Regions from separate parts of the Sus scrofa genome. Here region 2 is linked to region 1. Evidence: chromatin contacts called from public Hi-C data. All regions are on one chromosome and are shown on one strand. The core of a region is the stretch at or near the end of the contact, and the rest is flanking DNA. Distances in the headings are between cores, read along the strand shown.

Region 1 (2,535 bases), core at 22-2,521:
CTTTGGCAGGGCCCAAGCCCGTGCTAAGTACTACCCTAGTCACCTCCCAACTTCGTCCACTCTGCCCCATTCCCCGACTCATTTCAACCTCATTCCCGCCCAGGTGCTGGCTGCAATTTCCTTCCAGTCCCGGGCGGAGACCGGGTCTTACTCAGAGTTCGCCCCGCCCCCTCAGCCTTCCAGGGCACTGCCTCCTCCTAGCCCCGCCCCAAGACGCGCCATGCCCCGCCCCCACCCCGCCCTCAGCTTCTCGCAGGGACACACTGCCTAGCCTCGCACCAGTCCCGCCTCCTCCAGCGTTCTTCCGGTTCCTCAGCCTCGCCCCCGCCCTAAGCCTCACCCTCCACCCGCCCACTACCAGGACCCGCCCCGCCGCCAGTCCTGGACGCATCCTAGTCCCGCCTCCAGCCTCGCTCCCGTCTCCGGACCCCTCTTACCTCCGCATCACTTCTGCCCGACAGTTCCCGGGCCAGCTCGGCGGCGTCCGGCTCCGGCTGGCCCCGTCGCGCCTGCAGCAGTCGTAAAAGCTGCCGCTTCTCGCGGGCGCTCCAGGCCGCGGGCCGGGTCACCTCTCCCAGATAGCGCGCTGGGGCGGCTCGCCGCCGCTGAGGAGGCTTCATGCCGGTGCGGCGCGGGAGGGCGGTGTTGCAGCTGAGCCGTTTCCGTGGTGGGCGGGGTTACGGCGGCCGGTGGAGCCAAAAAGGCCCGCGCGGAGGCAGAAAGGGACGGGGGCGTGGCTCTGCGTTTGCAATCGGAAGCGAACTGCCATCCTGGGAAAAAATGGAAGGAGTGGTATCTGAGGCGGGAGCGGAAAAGACCCCCCCACACACACACACGCATTCTATCTCTTTTGTGAACTGGAGCCGACACCTTAGATCTCGTGCCTTCTCTCCAGTCCAGGACTAAGTCTTGGGAAACTCGCAGAGGGGTGGGCCCTGGCCAGAAAGCAACTATCCAGTCGTAGCCAAGAGCCTGGGTTGTGGGGTCGGCTAGCCCCGACTGGTGAGCAAGTGACTTGGCCGTGCCTAGCCTCAATTTCCTCAACCGTAAAATGGAGTTAATAGTCCTGCCCTTCTGTGCGGGGAGGAAGGAGCTCTGGCAGGAGGGATTTGAGGACCTTTAGGCTAGAGGGAGAGGGGGCTGGGGTAGACCTGAGCTTGTGGCTTAAGCGACGGCAGGATCTGGGCGGTGGGAGTGGAGCGCGAATAAGTTCCCTCTTTGAGAAGGCAGGTGGGCCGGTGTAGGGGTGGAGGAAGGAGAGGAGGCTTATTTAAAATTTAAGGGAGTTCCCGTTGTGGCGCAGCGGAAATGAATCCGACTAGTATCCTTGAGGATGCGGGTTGGATCCCTGGCCTCGCTCAGTGATTCGCGGATCTGGCATTTGCTGTGAGCTATGGTGTAGGTCGCAGACACGGCTTGGTTTCCCCGTTGCTGTGGCTGTGGAGTAGGCAGGCAGCTACAGCTCCGATTCGACCCCTAGCCTGGGAACTTCCATATGCCCCGGGTGCGACCCTAAAAAGCAAAATAAATAATTAAAATAAAATTTAAGCTGCTAGGGTTGGGTATCCTTTCTTTTATATGGAACAAAATGCCCTTGGGTCTCCTCTGGCACGTATTTGTATGCGTTTGAGCTCCGCCCCAAAGCCCCACCCCTCCAGTCTGGACCTCTCCCAACCCTGATTCCCCACCCACGAGCTAAGCGCCTACGCCAACTTCAGAACTCTGCAGTTCAGGCCACGTGTTTATTTTGAATCCAGGTGGGAGGATGGGAGGAGGAACGAGAGGAGGCGGGGCGCAGGGATTGTGGTCCCTTCGAATCCGAAGTCCTGGCGGGCGTGGTCTGAGGCCGTGGTTGGTATGTCTCCGGACCCTGTTGGGGGCGCGCCATCTCTGGGGAAGGGCGACTCGGGTTGAGCGGGGAGTAGGACACAGAGGCGGGTCACCCCCTTTCCAGCCGATCATTGGCCGCCCCATCAGTCTGTGTGCTGGGGTGAGGGTGAGTGCTAGGTCTGAAACCCAAATTTCTTTGCCTAGTGCCTGCCTGAGATGTTGAGGTCCTTTCCTGCGACGCTGAGCCTGCAATCCGCCGCGGGCCACCGAGTTCAAATCTCATCTTCACCAAATTTTGTGACCTTGGCAAGTCAGAGAGTGCCTCATTTTTCGTATCTCCATTATGGGGAGTATAAAAGTATCTACCATGTTACAGGGATTAACATGCGTAAAAAACTTGGAATTCTGCCTGGCAGAGAGAACGCGCTGTATAAGAGTCATTATCACCTCCCTCCTCCAGCTGTCCTACCGGCCCCACTTGACATTCCCCCTCATCTCTGCCCCCAACTCTTACCTGCCTTACTGGGGCCTTCAGGGCTGGGGGCCGCCCGGCGAGGTTCTTGGAGGCGGGCCAGGGGGTGGGGGCGCTGGAGAGGAAAGACAAGCTGAGGGGTTGGGTAAGGGCCTGGGCAAGGGCGCCCCCTGGGGGATTCTGCGGGCGTAGCGGAGGCATGGTCAGGCCCTTGCAGGCTGGGATCAAAGCGA
Region 2 (2,535 bases), core at 20-2,519, 180 kb after region 1:
TCTGATCCTCTACAGAAAAAGGGTGCCAACCCCTGGTCTAAAGAAATCTCCCTTGGAGTTCCTGCTGTGGCGCAGCAGAAACGAATCCGACTAGGAATCAAGAAGTTGTGGGTTCAATCACTGGCCTCGCTCAGTGTGTTAAGGATCCAGCATTGCTGTGAGCTGTGGTGTAGGTCGCAGGCGGGGCTGGGATCTGGCATTGCTGTGGCTGTAGTATAGGCGGGTGGCTACAGCTCCGATTCAGCCCCTAGCCAGGGAACCACCATATGCCACAGGTGCGGCCCTCAAAAAGACAGAAACAAAAACAAAAAAAGGAAAGAAATCTCCCTGGCCTTGGTCCCTCCATCCCAATGCCTCCCTATCCCGACCTCTTCAGCCTCAGCCTACAGATGGTCTCCAATTATGATCCCAGAAAGTGTCAGCATTCTCCCCATTCCAGCCACACCAGCAGCTCCTTCCGCCTGGTTTATCTTCTCTCGGCCCCCAGCCTCCCCCACCCCCAAGGTGTCCCTCCCTCCCTCCCCTCTATATTATAAACATGCTTGGGCCTTGGCCTCCCTCATCAGTCTGAGGCAGGGGCCTGGGCCAAGGTGTTGAGCGCATCTCCGAGGCCCTCACACAAGACACAAGACACACTTGGGAAGGGAGCAATCTGCATCCTTTATCTGCGTGGGATCAGCGGCCCTCCAGGGCCCGGTCTCGGGCAATGACCGCCTCCTCGAACTTGATCATGAGCGTGGTGCCCTTGTGCCAGTGGGCCGTGACCTTGGCGGGGAAACCACTGTGCGTGAGCACCGCCTCCACGATGCCCGCCGTGAAGCTGGCGCAGTTGAGCGTGCTGTTCTCCTTGGGCACGGAGATGTAGGTGTTGATGAGCGGCTCCCGCTCGATGATATAGAAGGTGCGCGCGTCGTCGTTGGCCTGCTCCAGCTTGTCGGCCTCCTTGCCAAAGAGCGCCTTCCACACGGCGCCCTTAACGAAGAGCAGGGCGCCCAACACCTTGGTTTCGCGCCGGGCACCCTTTTCTCGAGCCACCAGCGCATCCAGAACGCGGGCGCCCACCTGGCGGCCCAGCGCGGCCAGGCGCGCCTGCAGCTCCGCCACGGAGAAGACACGGCTCTGGCAGTGCTGCACCAGCTCGGAGAAGAGCAGCGCGAAGGCGCTCAGGCTCACCTCCGTGCGCGGCCGGGCCAGTGCGCGCTCCAGCAGCGCCGACTTCCCGCGCGTGAAGCGCGCCTCCATGGCGCCGCCGCCGCCCTGCGGGGAAACAAGGAAACGTGGGTGTCAGAGGCGGGAAGAACCCCCTGCCCCTCCCCGCCCTCGTGTGCTCCATCGTTGACTTCCCACGTGGGAAGAGATGAGTGGAAGACATGCAGGCCTCCACCTGCGCGTAAAGCCTACGTGCGTTACGCCTAGCCAGCGACAAAGGAGGGGAGCTGGGGTAGGTTTAGATTCTTGCCGAGGAGGTTTGGGAGGGTGGCTCGAGGAGGAAGGTGGGAGGAGATACAAGAGGGGGACCAGAAGGGGTCGCCCCAAACGACCCAACGCTCGCGTTCCAGGTGATCCTCAGGCGTTAATAGCGCCATCATGAACCCTCCGCCACCTGTGCGAGTAATTATAAAGCTAATTAATGCACACGGGCCGGGGCGTCAGACCCAGGGCAGGAAGGGGAGGAGAACAGGCGGCCATGGGAGGACACTGGCAACTGCCCCTCTCCCACCGTGCGCTCCAGCAGCAACAGCGCCAACTTCCCAAGGTGAAAGTCGGGGAAATAGGGAGAGAGAGGAGTAGAAACAGCGTCGAGACCGAAGGCCATGAGCGTTGGGGGCTGGGGGAACCGGCAAGATACTCGAGGCAAGGAAAAAGGATGCCGGGAACCCTTCCAAACCCGTGCCCTGGGGCAACTCCGATTTGTCCTGCATGAAGCATGCCTTCTTGAGTGGGCCTGCGTTGGGAAAAAGACTGGACGGGCGGCCAGAGAAGGTGTTGGGAGCCCCCTACCCTCGTGCTCTCCAGAAAGGTAGGTGCACAGTGGGACTCCAGAAGGAGGGAGCCGACTGTGGGACCCGGAAGTTAGGGGAGCCAGGAGGGGGCGCTGTGATCCTCCCATCCCAGGGCGTGAGGCCACTGCTGTCGGTGGCTGGAGACCCGGAAAGGGGTTGTTGGGAGAAAACCACGAGGGGGTGCTGAGAAAAACACTGCGATGGGGGATGGCAGCAGATGTGGGGGATCCCAAGGGCGCTGAGACCCCCTCCCCCAAGGGTGGGGTCGGGAGGGGTGGTCGAGAACCCCGCCCAGACTATGTAGGGACAGGGCCAGAGGCAAAAAAGCCTAGGGTTGCTGAGAGGGACCCAACCAGGTCTGCGTGGCGGATGGAAAGTCCAGTGGGGGAGGGGAATCTCAGGAGCTCCAGGATGCACCTGCCCCGGTGCGCAGCTGCCTACGTGGGGAGGGCCCAGCGCGCGATAGGGGAGCGGGGGGGTGTTGAGACCCTCCACCCGGCTGCCATGGGGCTGGTGCGCTAAGCCGCGGAAA

The links. A called contact is a pair of places that touch in the nucleus more often than the background predicts.
Region 2: a contact with region 1 is called in a Hi-C map of heart right ventricle, with 4 times the contacts expected there. The contact joins the promoter of PCP2 here to the promoter of SNAPC2 in region 1. A contact is called at or near these places in 1 of 47 Hi-C or Micro-C datasets (heart right ventricle) and 1 of 2 datasets of contacts at active chromatin or transcription factors (alveolar macrophages).

What each region holds. Positions count from the first base shown.
Region 1 is chr2:71,293,237-71,295,771 of Sscrofa11.1, forward strand. It overlaps SNAPC2 (snRNA-activating protein complex subunit 2), which reads right to left and starts at 1,272. Exons shown (of 5, transcript XM_003123198.4): 1 at 438-1,272. The coding sequence starts at 620. TGFBR3L (transforming growth factor-beta receptor type 3-like protein) reads right to left here. Exons shown (of 7, transcript XM_021083896.1): 6 at 2,345-2,417; 7 at 1,724-2,132. The coding sequence ends at 2,362. LOC110259350 (a long non-coding RNA gene) reads left to right here and starts at 1,715. Exons shown (of 2, transcript XR_002341675.1): 1 at 1,715-1,855; 2 at 2,035-2,252.
Region 2 is chr2:71,469,802-71,472,336 of Sscrofa11.1, forward strand. It overlaps PCP2 (Purkinje cell protein 2 homolog), which reads left to right and starts at 1,270. Exons shown (of 5, transcript XM_013987340.2): 1 at 1,270-2,020. The coding sequence starts at 1,815. It overlaps TRAPPC5 (trafficking protein particle complex subunit 5), which reads right to left. Exons shown (of 2, transcript XM_003123147.5): 2 at 640-1,257. The coding sequence starts at 1,242. The coding sequence ends at 676.